2 separate regions of the Hordeum vulgare genome follow, and region 2 is linked to region 1. The links are chromatin contacts, called in public Hi-C maps. All regions are on one chromosome and are shown on one strand. Each heading gives the region's core, a stretch centred on a gene start, on an enhancer-like site or on the middle of the called end of the contact. The rest is flanking DNA. Distances are from core to core; before and after follow the strand shown. Region 1 holds the start of LOC123440478 (RING-H2 finger protein ATL73-like). Region 2 has its middle 53 kb from the start of LOC123440479.

The links. A called contact is a pair of places that touch in the nucleus more often than the background predicts.
Region 2: a Hi-C map of leaf shows a contact between it and region 1, with 4 times the contacts expected there. The contact joins the enhancer-like site here to the promoter of LOC123440478 in region 1. A contact is called at or near these places in 3 of 6 Hi-C or Micro-C datasets (leaf and seedling) and 1 of 1 datasets of contacts at active chromatin or transcription factors (embryo).

What each region holds. Positions count from the first base shown.
Region 1 is chr3H:538,689,139-538,696,942 of MorexV3_pseudomolecules_assembly, reverse strand. It overlaps LOC123440478 (RING-H2 finger protein ATL73-like), which reads left to right and starts at 4,919. Exons shown (of 1, transcript XM_045117043.1): 1 at 4,919-6,202. The coding sequence starts at 5,234. The coding sequence ends at 6,004.
Region 2 is chr3H:538,974,655-538,982,458 of MorexV3_pseudomolecules_assembly, reverse strand. No RefSeq gene overlaps it. Among protein-coding and RNA genes, the nearest start is that of LOC123440479, 53 kb to the right of the region's middle. Within about 2 kb of position 4,473, at least 1 of the 3 cell types and tissues checked has open chromatin away from gene starts, as enhancers often do. A contact at or near this core is called in leaf, where this site is marked.

The sequences.
Region 1 (7,804 bases), core at 3,670-6,169:
CCGAAATTCATCATGTGCATGTAAGGTTCATCTTCACACGTTGCCACCGACCGGGTTCCATCGCGTTTTTCTGTATGCCATTACTCTTTCTTGGTAGAGTCTAAGGCTGGTTGTAATGGGTACTATCATATACTAGTATCATATGCATATGATACTAGTGTATGATACCACAACCGTAATGTATAGTATCATGTGTTACTAGTATCATAGGATGGTTTATTTATTGTCATGCAAGACACATAGTAACACATCATTTAATATGATACGGTATCATGATATAATACTCAACCATCTTTTTTCTTTATTTAATTCTACGTCACCTCATCGAAATTGCCTAGTTGGCATGTATGATACTACCTATGATACTTCCATTACGGGCAGCCTGATAACATATTAAAGTAAAACAAGATTGAATGAAAATGGACGATTAACTCTGTTTTTATTGATTCTTAAGTGTATATACATCTGATAATGGTGAAAAGAAAAGATGTTTGTTCGAAGGCATCCCTTCAAAACAGATGTGTCTCGGCAATAGAGAAAGAAGAGACATATGACTGTTCGGGATTGAACACATCATTTGCTAATTTATTTCTAACACGAAAAACAGACTAAAAGCAGAACGACACCAACCTAAACTGCATGCTTCCTAATCATCCTAACACTTACATCAAAATCAGAGAGATAAGATAACCCCAGGAGGAGGATCACAGAAACACTCAAACACCACCACTGCAGTGCTGCACCCCCATACCGGTAATGGCGATCCCAGCTATGTTTTGCTGCCACCTGCGCCATGGTGATTTTAGATTTCCAGGGAAAAGTGCACTTTAGATATCTTCTTTGTTCACAGGTTAGTGCACTTTTGAGGTGGCATGGACTCGTCACCAGGTTGACCCATGAGGCCATCACACGTATGAAAAGCTCATGGTCTCGATATGCACTTTTCGCTCCGCCCGCGACACGTCTCGCGTACGTGCCCTCATCACCTGGACTGGCATGACAGTCCGTCACGCGCCCAAAGTAGTATGCCGAATATAAGTGGGTTTCGATCTGGATTTAAAGATCGGATTGCTCGCATCAGACATGCTAGCGGCACAGCATGCAGTTCCATCATCTCACTAAACAAAGTACCGCCGTACTAGCAACAGCCAGATGCATGAAAAGCTCCCGGCACGGTTTCTGAGTCGCTGAAGCTGGAGTTATTTCTTGCTGAAACTCGAGTTGATCATAGGGTTCCTGCGGTTTCATGCGGAAGAGTTGAAATGGGTAACTCATGTACATACTGAGAATCCATTCTCCCCTCGTCAGAAAAGAGAGGAGAGAACTCCTTATTTATTTGCGCTCTGGTCTTGTGGCTCGTGAGTACCTGAAGGGATGGAACATGCAAGATTATAACTTGTAGTGCTTAGTTACTCCTGCACTCGAGCCCATAACGACATGCTTAACTATGACCACTTGCAGTGCAATGCTTGGACCGGATTGCTCGCCGTAGTGGATAGGATGGGATCAAATGACATGGCTTGGTCGATGGCCGCGTGCGACTGCACGGACATTAGGCTCTTGGCCATCCAGAGCCACCTCGACTAATGAACTACAGCTCGCCTGCTTGGGATAACCTAGCTTAAGAGCAAGTAGCATGGCATCTCGTGGCTAGTATCTACGTGGCTCTCTCACTGCCTGTGCAAAAGGTTAAGAACTACCCTTCCCCCTTTTTCCCGCGCTTTCGTTCTTTGGGACGTCCTCTCCTTTTCTTTCGTATATACAAAAGCAGGGGGGATGTGCACGCGTACTCGATCATTGGTTGCTGTTTATCTTTAGCTCATAGTTGTATCTAAATCTCTTCAGAGCAGCTGCTAGATCACTAGACATTAACTGGGCCGCCGATCATTCTCTTAACTCGTCCCCTTTTTCTCCTCGTCGATATGGGTGTGAAGATACCATCATCCTCAAACCTTTTGTTTGTTGTGTTGTTGTACCTTGCTCCAATGTAAGGTGCGGTTTTTATCTCTCCTTCCTCAGCAGTCAGCGATCCTCAATCCGAACGAAAAGCTGGGAGTCGTGTTCTAGACTGATCGTCATGTACATCTCCTTGTTCCGGGTCATTCTCCGATTCTCGTGTTTTATCTACAAGTAGTAGGAGCATAAGGAAGAAGGTTCAGTTATGAGTAATGGTACTAGAAAATGGATGTACACTGTCTAGAATTTCTAAAATGAACTATATTTGTACTAAATAGTGAAAATGACTGGAAGGAGCTATAGTTTTCGTGGAAGTGAGTAAATATTATGAGCAACATGGTCAATATAAGAGAATGTTTCTCTTTGTTTTGTCCGAGACTATGCGAAACCGCGGATTGTTTGTTACTTTTTTTAAATAAAGGGGCGGAGGTACTCCTCCTTTTCTAAAAAAAGAACCCGTTGGGGCTGAACTACAAATTTTGTGGAGTGGGGGCATTTTTTTGAAAGTGCTCTTCTAAGCTCGAGCTCACATGAGCTCAGGTGAACAGTAAAATTCAAAAAATAAATCATTTTTTTTCCGCAAAGATTGACCAATGTATCATGGAATGACATTCGTGAAAGATGTGGTATAGGAAATCGATGCTCCGAAATGCTTATCATTATTTTAGCTTTTTTTTTTGCCATGTCTTCCACGAATGTCATCCGATGATGGAAGTTTGCAAGCAATCAAAACATTTGTCTATGTCACAAAAAAACATAATTTTTTGCATGTTCACCCGAGCTCATTTTACCGCTTCCGGCACTTATTGTACAAAGTTGAAGAAATTCAAAGAAAATACAAGCAATACATATTGAAAAAATATAAATTGTGTGTGGTTCTGGGCACCCACTCAGCACTATGCAGGTCCGCCCTTACTACCTTGTCTAGATACAATAACAAAATATCCCTAAAAATAGATGTGATAACAAAATTCCATTATGAGTTTTCTCTTGGTGTCTTCAGATCAATTAAATTCTTGCATTCACGTGATTCAAATTAGTGCATTAACTACAAAAAGGTAACCTTTTAACAACTATGTTTTCTTCTTAACGAGATGGATCAACCTTCACCAAGGGAAAATAAACTTATCTCCATTCTTTTTTATCTACTAATCCAGCTTGATAAAATTTCACACGACGTATTATCGAGGATGTCCTAAACATGATACTTCGTGGTTGTTTGGATGAAGCCCAAGCTAACCATACCAAGCAGGTGTGCCAAAATATTTGCGAAGGAATTCATCACCACGAACTCACGGCACTCGGATGTAGAATCTTGATGGGTAACCAAAATGTTGGTTGTGACTATTTTTTTTGTGGCAATTCAAACGGACACATGGCATGTTGGTCAACAGCAAAATTTTGGCATGGCAACTCTGTGGCTCTGTGCTGCTAAACATGACCTTTATTTTCATAGTCAAGCAAAACCTTGCCTGTAATTTTCAACCTAGCGGATGTGACCTAGACACACCATCCCCGTTGGTCTCATCTCTTACTGGGACCTACTCCCCTGTTCATAAATATAAGATGTTTTTAATATTCTAATATAGACTACATGTAAACTGAATTGAGAGCATGGTTAATAATACAGCCAATAATCGATTATAAAGAGTTATCATGTCATATAGAGCCAATCTAATAGCCGACATATATAATAGTAAATTTTAGATGTGTACTACTTTAGTAGTAGTTGACCCACCTTACAATCTCACAAAGTGTCTTGGATCTCGTGTTGCAGTTGGGTACTCACAAAGAGCCCGCTTCTTTTATTTCTCCTCCAACTAAGTAAAAATATAAAATTTTAATCTTTATAGCTTGCTTATGTCACCTTATTGTACTTGCTCTGATAGAATAAAAACATTAAAGTGCATCTATATGCATCTGAATCAGTAAGACATCTTATACTAGTTAACAGAGCGAATACCCGATTTCCTTTTAAGCAAGGTTTGTGCCCCCCCCCCCCCCCCCCCCCCCCCGCGGAATAGTCTCATAGCTCTATTCCTTTTCCAGTGTGATTGTCATGGACGACGCGTTGTTTTGATCCCGTGGACAGATGGATTTTCCAGGTGAACTGCAGTTTTTTTTTACGGGTAGGAGAACCGCAGTTTAATTGCATATATATCAATACCAAGAATTAAAATGTACTCCCTCGGGTGAGGTGACATTGGGCCCATGAACGCACGATCTTAGCCCAGCCCAGCCCATACATGGCATCTCTCCTGAGTCCTGACCACTCCCACGCGAGATCAACGACGGGCGCCAACAGGAACTGAAAGCAGCCGGCAAGAAGGACAGAGAGAGACACATCGGACGCCACGTCGTCGAAGGCGTCCGGCACCGAACCAGCCGCGTATAGACAAGTCAGCGCCACCCTGGCGCCTGCCGGTCCACTTGTCACCCCCTGGCGCGCTGGCAGGTCGCGGTTAGTGGAGGCTCCAATGCCATGCCGGATTATGATCGGGACTTTAAAAACTTGGATTTAATCGCTAATGATGGGCGTCAGTGCGGTCTGGCAAATCCCTACTTTCCCAGAGCTTCATCAAGCTAAGCTAAGCTAAGCTGAGCTGCATCCCCGCTTTGGCCCTACGGAACTCGTTTCGGACAGGCAACCCTGTCGGCATGTTGTGGCTTTTGTGTCTAATCCCGTGTGCCTGTGGGCATAAAAGATGTGCTGCCACAACTAATAAAGCACAGTGGTTTGCAGCAATAATCTGAACCCTGAGAATGCTTGAGAACTCGTTGCTTTTCAGCTTGAGACAACGACACTGTAGCACTCACGTACGCCACGCAACGGCCCTGCACTAGGACTACGAAGAAAAAGCTAGCCCCACTTGCCTTGCCTGCTCGAAAACCATGGCCGCGCATGGTAACCATACCATTTACTATATTTGCATGACCGGAGGTAGAGTAGTAGCAGTAGCTCTGCGTGTGAATTAAGGCGTGGCCTCTGAAAGCATCTCAGTGCTCTGACCGATCGATGCGCCTCCAATTAATATGCGTGGTAGACGAAAGCATTTTCAGTGTTATGGTCAAAAGCTTCCCTGGATTTTTGCCGCCCGTTCGGAATCACCACCTAGCGATGGAGGTCAGGTGCATCTTTCTTATCTCCCCGTGAGACGTGACTCGGTTACTCCACATTCCACGAACCACCTCCTCCCGTATCGATCGATCGCCTGCAGCGTGCACGAGGCCCACCACTGCGCTATGGCGACACGAAATATTTTGAAAGAAAAATGCCATGCACATTGTCCCCCTTGGGCTGCTATATAAGCGGCTCCTCGCCGCGCCACAGGAGAACTCTCTCGCTTGTCGAAAAAAACACACGCACGCGCACGGTAGTACGGGAGACAGTGTAGAGGTTGCTACGATGGACATGGGAGACATGCATGCCAGCGCCAGGAGGCTTCTGTCGCGCGCCGCGGCGACGCCGGCGGTGGCGGTGGCCTCGCCCGGCCCGTCCGGGCAGACGACGCCGCCCTCGAGCCCCTTCGGCTCCGTGGACGCGACGGTGATCTCGGTCCTGTCGCTGCTCCTCTGCGTCCTCGTCGTGGCGCTCGTGGTCCGCGCGCTCGTCCAGTGCGCGTGCCGCGTCACGCGGCGCGTGTGCTACGGCCAGGCAGAGCACCCCGGGGACGCCGAGGCCAGCGGCCTGGAGATGGCCGCGCTACGGGCTGGCGCCGGCGGCAAGAAGAAGCGGGATGGGAAGGGCGCCGCCATCCGGGCGATCCCGACGATGGAGTACTCGGCGGAGATCGAGCTCGCCGTGTGCTGCTCCACCGAGTGCGCCATCTGCCTCGCCGACCTGAAGCAGGGCGAGCGCGTCCGCGTGCTGCCGCGCTGCCACCACGGCTTCCACGTCCGGTGCATTGACCGATGGCTCTCCGCGCGGCAGACGTGCCCCACCTGCAGGCAGGAGCCGTTCGCGGCGGAGGCCCGACCCGAGGAGCCGGCGCCGGCGTCGCCGGCCGTGCAGGTGCACGTCGACGCTGCACAGCTCGAGACGATCTAGACAACCTAGCTACATGCATGTGTGTGAGAAATCGTTCCATGGAAATTGTACAGTACTAGTGAACGGTTGGGAAAAAATATTATGAATAGTGAACAATTTTGCAGCTGTAATTGTTGCAGCTATGTTGTCGCCTGTGATACCGTGGTTGTGATCTTTATATTTTGTTGAGGCAGTAGAAGTGACCCGGGTCCGATGAAATGAGACGCGAGTGAAAACACATGGGTAAACTTTTGTGCAATTTATGTGCGTTTTTAACGCAGTGCAATCGCAGACGCTCACATACACTTAAGTAATTTATGAATTTACGGATATTTTTATGCAAATTATGCATTCTTGTTGGACAACGACGTTCCGGCTATCCAGGTTCGTTGTTCCGACATGAAGTTAGCAAATTATATCTGCCAAAAAATATTATCAATACGGCCCACTAACCACTCAAGATATCTGGCCCGAGGACTGCAATTGTTTATGTGGTCATCCCTTGAAGTGGCCTGGCCCATTAGCTCATTTTCTTTTCTCACCCTATTCTACTCCATCCACAGTTTACACCTCCTCCGGCCCGTGACCCGTTATCACGCATGCTCGTCGCATTGTCTCAAAAAAAAAAAAAATGCTCGCACACGTGCATACACGCGCATGTTCAGAAATACACACACAACACATACACACCTCTTCTTTTATGGGATGAACCCATGAGAAATCTTTTATGGGAGCATGTCAACAAAAGATAGGGCAACCGGACATGTTCGTCTACGTTAGGCTCCCCGGGATACATAGTGTATACTTCATACCCACTCCCTTAGTTCCCAATTAATTGATGCTCTAGGAATGTATCAAGATAAACTTTTGAAATTTTGATCAAGACGATAGAAAAAAAAAGTATCTAACGATAGTATATCTGGGGAACAACGAAAATGATGTTTGGACCCAATGAAGTTTAACTAGGGACAAACATAGAATTTAAATTATTTTGAACAAGAGGGGGTAGCAAAAAAATAAACATTACTCGACGCTTCCTAGTCTACCACCATCCTCTCTTGGCCTATCTTGCTACTATGACGTTTTTTAGGTCACTCCAAGTCCATAAAACATTAAGAAGAGGACAAATACCGATTCCTTTTCATGTGGTGGCTCAACTTACGTCAGCATTATTCCTTTCCGTCAGTACGATATTTCATTATATTAATTGGAGGATGAATATCTTAAAATCAACATGTGTTTAGGTGAACTAGATGTTGCCTCAGAGAGGGTGTTAGTGTTTTAAAAACAATTACATATACAACTTAACTCTAGTGCGGAACCAACCTAGTAGAGTTTGTTCAAGCGCAAACCTTAAATATGATAGGAACTGCACCAACAACATGTGTTGAGCAACAACATGATGGGTCAGTGGTTCGATGATGATGGCGGCTTGCAAAACGTATGCGTGAGGTGTGCGTTTTAGGTGTGCTGCACCGGTTGTTGTTCCCGATACGTTATGTGGATGGATTAGCGACAACACCGGTCTTAGATATGTGGAGTGAGAGCACTCCACATTATCGAGTTTGTAGGTATGAATGGTGGCTTTGGGTGAATTGATGTGTACTCTTGTTAAACCTTTGTGAAATAATTAATAAAGATTGCTGCATGCATCGATTGATGCAGAGGCCGGGGGTTTAACCTCCTTTTCAAAAAAAAAAACATGTGCTGAGCAACATTTGCAAATAAGGGAAACTAGCAAGAAATTGAATTATGCAGAATATTTAATATTATGTAGGAGTATGAATAACCAATATATTTCCAGGAGTTCAAACATCCTCC
Region 2 (7,804 bases), core at 3,224-5,723, 290 kb before region 1:
AAGTGCACCACCAACTTCTTCTACTAAGATGAGCACAACAAGATTACTCATAATCACAAGTAAGTTACACAAACTTACTCGAGCAATATCACAAGATATGTAAGAGTATGGCACAAGTGAGCAATTCACACTAAACACAAAATATATCAATAGTAGCAAGTATGAATTGCGGGATATAATGTGTAGGCCTAAATAATTAATCTTTACAGGGAAATAGCCAACACAATATAATGAGGACGACAATATGTACTGAATGTACGCTCAAGTAACCAAAGTAAACCACAAGTAAGGAGTTAGGGTTAGTCACTGTTACAGAAGTGGATGTTACCACGAAGGCACACCAACGCCACGAAGGCTCACCCTATTCTCCTTGAGATATCACCACGAAGGCGATTCCCAACCACTGGTGGTAGACCTTGAGGTGGCCTCCAAACCTTCATAAACTTTTCGGGGGACAAATCACAAGTTGACTCCTCACCGAAGCACTCCTACCGCCTAGGAGTCTCCAACCTCCAAGAGTAACAAGATCAAAGGGGAAATGATCAAGAATTGCTCAAATCACAAATTACTTTGGTCAAAAGTGAGAGGAGTGGATGTATGCTTGGATGAAATCTCTCTAAAAAACTCTCAGAAATCTCTTCGGGATTTACGGCAAGAATGCTGAAATCCCCCTCTCTCAAATCACACCAAAAGCAACTAATGCTATGGAGGGATGTGAGAGGAGAGGAACAATGGAGGAGGTCAACAAATGAACCCTAGATCCATGGGATAGTTTCCCCCCAAATGGATTGGAGTTTTGAGGCTTGGGGGAGGAGGAGAGAGCTCAAAACAACGGGGAAATATCATATCCAAAGGCTCTATCTCGTTGGGGAAGAAGGGGTACCTTATATACTGCCCCACCAAATCTGCCCGTTATGCACAGAAAAATGTAGCCCGGAACTTCCGCGTGTCCCTATTGAGGCACACAATGTAAAGTTTGTGGTTAGCCCGGAACCTGTCCTGAACTTCTGGCCCCTGGAACTTCCGGGAGGCCCGAAACTTCTCGCCCCCGGAACTTCTGGGAGGCCCGTAACTTCCGGGATCCCTTTGGGTCAGATTTTTGCAAACTTCCTGTTTACCCCGGAACTTTTCCCGGAACCTTCCCAGAACTTCCGGCCCCCCAATAAACAACGAGCATACCAATAGTATAATATGCGTAACTTTTACATACAAACTCCGATTTTGATGAGCTTATGCTCGTTTTGTAGCTATTGAAAAGCTCCAGGTCTTCACATAGAGAACCACCCAATATTAAACAAAATGGATGATGCAATGAATGCAAAGGTTTGAGTATAGAATTTGGGAAACCCTTTTTGGCTAACAGTTTTGCTTTGGGATATATGATAGGAGTGGAATTGTGTATAGAAGATGTTGACTTGAGCAAGTTCATTACAAAACCCTTTGATCCCCTCTTAATAGTGCGGGATCCCTAAAACTTAAGAATCATAAAAGAGCTACACCACATAGCTACCAATAATCCATTCTTGAGTGTATATGTTTATTCGGCGGTCATCACTCCACACCAATAGCGTTAAAGGAACTAATACCTTTGAGTCGAGCCTTTCACTTGAGCTTGATGTTATTGTTTCTTCTTGGATCAAGGTGAAGGAAAGACATTGATGAAGTCTTCAAGTAGCTCTCCCATATGAAATGTGGAAAGCCTTGCTTTGGATTCATCTTCACTTGTCCATCATGTGAACATCCACAAGGTTCAAGCATGTAATCCTTAGGGGTGGTTATTTTGAACTTGCCCCTGTCAAACATGATCATGAACACTTGATGTCACCCTCTCATGGACACTTGGAATATCTCTCTTGATGCTAGCCTGTGAGAATTACCTAACCCTCACAGACATAGAGAGCACATAGTACGAGTTAGTACACAAAGTGCAATTGACAATTACTTACCATACCACAAGATCTCATGTGGTACATCATTTGCGCTTGTGTGATGACCAACTTTGAGTTAACTCTTTGATCTTCATCTTGGTCAACATTTATCTTTGATCCATGATTAATATTGATGTTTTGAAGGCCCTATTTATTTCTTATTAGGCTTCATTGCTTTAAGAAATGATTACCAATATCTCAATTCACCATGACCATATCAAGTTTTTCCATGAATCTCATATTGTCTATAACTTGCTCGTCTTCATGATACACCATAATATCTTGAGAGGCATAATGAATTCTTCTCTTGAATTATTTGATTGAAGACATAATCATCCATGACTCAACATATGAGCTCATCATGATCCTATTTCCAAGTCGACATATGTAGAATTATTCTCTTTAATTATTCTCTCAAGATCTCGATCCATCATGGTTGAAACCATAAGCCAAAGCATGAGAATGTGTGAGATCCTCGATGAACTCCACATAGATCACATCTTGTTCATCACATGGAATTCATCTTGATCGTATCATATTTGATTCAATCATTGAGCTCATCCTTGGTGCATGCACACCAATATGTATATGGCATTCATTTAGAATTCATTCGAGCTCCTTCTTGCATCTTCATGGAACAAACATACTTCAGTTCATCCAATATTGTTCATTCTTCATGCATTGCAAATAGAACATTCCTTCAAATGTATAACTCAATGAAAACATTAGTTCATTAGGATTGTCATCAATTACCAAAACCACACATGGGAACTACATGCACTTTCACATTGGAAATCGGCCTCGGGTGAGCAGCCTCGAACATGAAGGTATATCCCAATTCGTAGTGCCACACCACTGTGCATCAGGTTGTCGAACCCACATATGAACGGGTCAGCTCTATGGCTAGAACTAATCGAGGTTTGTGGTCCCTTTTGCACCTTCCTGGTGGATCTAGCTACCCATGTTTCTAGACCAGTGGGCAAGCTCTCGGTGCCGAGGTGGCGGCGCGAGAAGTTGTTAGGAGGAGAAGGAGGCAGGCCATATAGTGGCAGGGAGAGGAGGGGGCTGGCGACACCATGAATGAGAGGGGAGGTGGTGGGGAAACGAGTGCGCGAGCTACGCCATGGCATGGAGGGGAAGTGCGTGGGAGAGATGGCGAGGACAACATTGTGGCAGGGAGATGAGATGCAGCGAAAATCGATGGCTGGTTGGTTGTGCGGGCAGAGTAGAAGACGGTTGAGTGGTGCATGAGTGAAAGGAATGGCTGGTTTTTTCCCATAAGAAAAGTAGAAATGAGAAGCTTCTATATGTTGACATCAATGCCACATAACATAACAAGTCATTTCTAGAAAAAAACACCAATCAAATGATCTATAGATAGCCTATAATTTACAACTCACCAAAATGAGGGTGCGGCTCACATTGTGTGATGCAATGAAGCTCAAGACAATATTCTTCACATTGTATAAAAATATCTTAAACACATCAAATAGATCTTAGTTTGTAAGAGACAATTACTTGGATCATTAGAGTACATGATATAACTTTTATGCATGCAAATTTTGACATGCACTATGATTATGTCTGCAATTGGGCCAAATATATACATGATCCGTAACAACGCATGCCATTATACTAGCAGTTTTAGTAGTTGAGATATATGTGAAGCCGCAAATCAGCCCTCATTCTGTTTTTCTCACGCAGCTACAGGGGGCTAAAGGCCCAACTGATCTCGGTCTTCAAATTGTCGGCAACGAAGGACCGACTATTAATCGAATCCAGCCGGTCAAAGACAGCCTTATAGATCACTCGAAGGTGAGCTATCCTAGCAAGCAAACCATCCAAACTAACTGAAATCATGCAAAGTAACATCGATTGATCCAACAATATCTTCATGGACACTACTTTTCTGTTGGCGAAGGTAGTCATCGATACTACTGCGTACTTACTGAAATTGTTGTGCTATGTTCTGATCCTACGTATTATTTACCGTGTCTCCCGGCCGATTATAGGCAAGGCAAAATACCTAGGGAGTTGTTTAGAGCAACTCCAATTGCGCGATAAAAACGGACGAGTGATTTGTTTTGTATTCTGAAATTCTGGAAGAGGATGACCCCCTCCCCCTTTCACGTTCGAATTAAAAAAAGACGTCCGGGGATGGGTGACGCGTGGATCCGTGGTAGATGGTCGTCATTAATAAGACGATGATGGTTTTGACCGGGTGTCACATGTTGACGGGCGTGGACATGAGAAGGCCCGCATCATCCGCACCGACGCATTTTAACTTTAAATTTAAACCCGAAATGAGTCATCATGAATGAATAACGAATGCGTTTTAGAAATGGATCGACGTATTAGGCCTTTACTTTTGTGTGCGGTGATGCAAAAAGATCGTAGCGGACGAAATGGGTCAGTTGGAGTTGCTCTTATGATCATGGATTCATGGGTTTAGTCAACTTTTCAAGATGCATACTACTATAATGTATTCGCAATGAGAGGTGTATGGTGTCATTACAGTTTGCCGTGCTGCGAAAGGATAAGGCTCCGTGTATACGTGTGGACCAGCAATGGCTGCGTCTCGATCGATGCCATTTTGGAAGGCGTGCATCGATCGTGCCCGTGGCTACTCTTGCCGAGGTATCAATTCATACTCATTCTCGGAGTTGAAAAGGGCAGGGTTGACTGCAGGTGCAATATGAACTAAACTAGTAAACACTCCTAGTAACAAGAGGCATCAACTCAAAACTCATTCTTAGTTCGTCGACCACCATATATCATGCATATTTTGTCTGACGAGAAATTTGTCCAAGGCACTGGGATGAACATAAACAAGCTTATGCATGCTGTGACCTTTACTGCACTGAAAACTTGATAAACTGCTGCGACAGATGATAATAACTTTGCACAATTCCTTTCACCGGAAGTTGCAATCTCACACAAAAATAGTATTTGACTGGAAGGTGCAAGCTTACACCCAAATTCTAATTCAGAAGTTCAGATGCGAGCAGCGAGCCCCCACGGGAATCGTGATTAACCTAAACTAACCCACGTAACTAACGACAGGCTTGCACGCACGCACGGAGGACGAACGCAGCGATTTGTGTGCGGCGTTCGAGCGGAATTCTTCTGACTTGCAGCACCGGCCGGTACGTGACGATGAGCACCGGATCGAAGCATCATCGATCGCGCTCCTCGGATCATGGGCCAGCCTACGGTGCGAGCATCGAGGGACCATGTGCGCGGGGTGCGCGCATCGGTCCGGCGGCCGGAGGCCCCCTGAATTCGGTGGCCTGATCCCAAGGTTGATCATTGCATCCATGCTGTGTCTTGGACAGAGACGACGCAACGAGGGGCGGGCGTGCATGTAGCCGAGTATATCGACCGACGAGCCTCTCACGCGATCCATGGCCGCCGGACCCGTCGCGAGGCTCAGCCGTTGACCCTGCAGAATATTGCACGCACGGGCAGCGCAGCGCGGTGATCAGTGCGCTCCTTGGGCCGGCTTGTGTATTCGATCTGCCCTGGTCAATGCAGCTCTAGGACTAAGTACGTACATTACGTACAGTTCTTTCATCCAAAAAGTTTTTTCTTCCTCCATCTTCAATTTGTGCAGCACGCAAGTGCACCCTTTTTATAAGCTGGCAGAGATTTCTATGGAAGCTCTCTGTGCGGCTAGTATGCTAATTACGTCATCTTCAACGATGACTTATAAATTTTCTTTGGCATTTTTCCATGGATACACCGCCAACCAATCAACAACTAACTAAATTAACCAAACGAAATTCTTGCATACAAAATGGGTTTCATATAAACCGAACGAAAATATTTACATTTTAAATATATTTTAACTAAAAAACATAAAATTATGTGCACGTCTGGCCGCGTAAAACCCCACTCCTATGACATAGATACAATATACTAGTCTACGGTCAGCCACAGTTGATCCCTTTGTCTTTTCCATGTCCGGCAGCCCTCTCATCAAACCGCGAGGGCCCCAGAGACATATTCTTCCCTTGTATCTTCCCTATGTCCAGCTGCGCCGCTCATTGAAGTGGGAAAGGGGGTGCTTCACCTGAAGAGGAAGCGTGCCTACTTTGTTTCCATGAAGCCGATGTGTGGTTCCACGATGCTTTGCGTTGAGCCGAGCAAGTCACCGGCTGCGCACGCCGGCGACGCGTCGACAGTAGCCTTCCTCGGACCAAAGCGACACATGTCTCCCATGTTTTACTTTCCCTCAATGTTGGCAGCGGATGTGGACGTGCTACCCAATGATACATCTTCAACGTATCTATAATTTTTGATTGTTCCATGTTGTTATATTATCATTCTTGAATGTTTTACAATTATTTTATAGCAACTTTATATAATTTTTGGAACTAACCTATTGACATAGTGCCCGGTGCCAATTGCTATTTTTTACTTGTTTTTTTCCGTCACAGAAAATCAATATCAGATGAAGTCCAAATGCTACAAAACTTTTGGGAGATTTGTTTGAACCAGAAGGAAAAGTGAGAACCAAGGAAGCTCACCAGGGGAGGCCAGGGTGGCCCACTAGGCACCAGGGCACGCCTTGGGCCCCTCGCGCGCCCTGGTGGGTAGTGGGGGCCTCGGGCACCTCCTCCACCGTCTCTTGACTCCATAAATACCCAGATATTCCAGAAACCCTAGAGGAGTCGGCGAAAAATCGTTTCAGCCGTCGCAAGTTCCAGAAGCCACGAGGTCCAATCTAGATCCCTTTCCGGCACCTTGTCGGAGGGGAACCCGATCACGGAGGGGTTTATCATCCTCATTAGTGCTCCTCCGATGATGCGTGAGTAGTTCATATCAGACCTACGGGTCCGTAGGTAATAGCTAGATGGCTTTGTATCTCATTTTGCTTCTCAATACAATGGACTCTTGAAAATCTATTTGATGTAACTCTTTCTCTCGTGGTGTGTTTGTTGGGATCCGATGAAATATGAGTTTATGATCAGATCTATGAAATTATATCCATACTTGATTATTATTGTCTCGTATTTCTTCTTCCATATTTGGGTTTTGTTTGGGCAACTTGATCTTTTCATCTTGCAATGGAAAGAGGTGCTTTGTGATGGATTCGATCTTGCGGTGTTCAATCTCAGTGACAGAAGGAGACATGACACGCATGTATCGTTGCTATTAAGGATAAAACGATGGGGTCTATTCCTACATGAATAGATCTTGTCTACATCATGTCATCATTCTTAAAGCGTCACTCCATTTTTTCATGAACTTAATACACTAGATGCATGCTGGATAGCGGTCGATGTGTGGAGTAATAGTAGTAGATGCAGACAGGAGTCAGTCTACTTGTCTTGGACGTGATGCCTATATACATGATCATTGTCTTGGATATCGTCATAATTATTCGTTCTTCTATTAATTTTCCAATAGTAATTTGTTTACCCACCGTATGCTATTTTCTTGGGAGAAGCCACTAGTGAAACCTACGCCGCCCTGGTCTAATTCTCATCATCTATCTATTTTTCTATTCACGTTTCCAATTTATTTTCTCTTTTATTTTTGGATCTATATTATCAAAAACCCTAAAACACCTTTCTGCATTTTATTTGCCGTTACTTTATTTGCATCTATCAATCTATCTATTTTACCATTTTATCTTACCCACGAGGGATTAACAACCACTACATGCGTTTTGTTGCGAGGATTTGTTGTTTATGTGCAGGTACTGCTTACATGGTCTTGTGGATCTTCCTACTGGCTCGATACCTTGGTTCCAAACTAAGGGAATTCTTGCCGTCGCTGTGCTATATCACCCTTTACACTTGAAAGGAAAAACCAATGGATCAGCAACATCGAACATCCACCGTTTTGTCGATCTTTGCGTGCCCGATTTC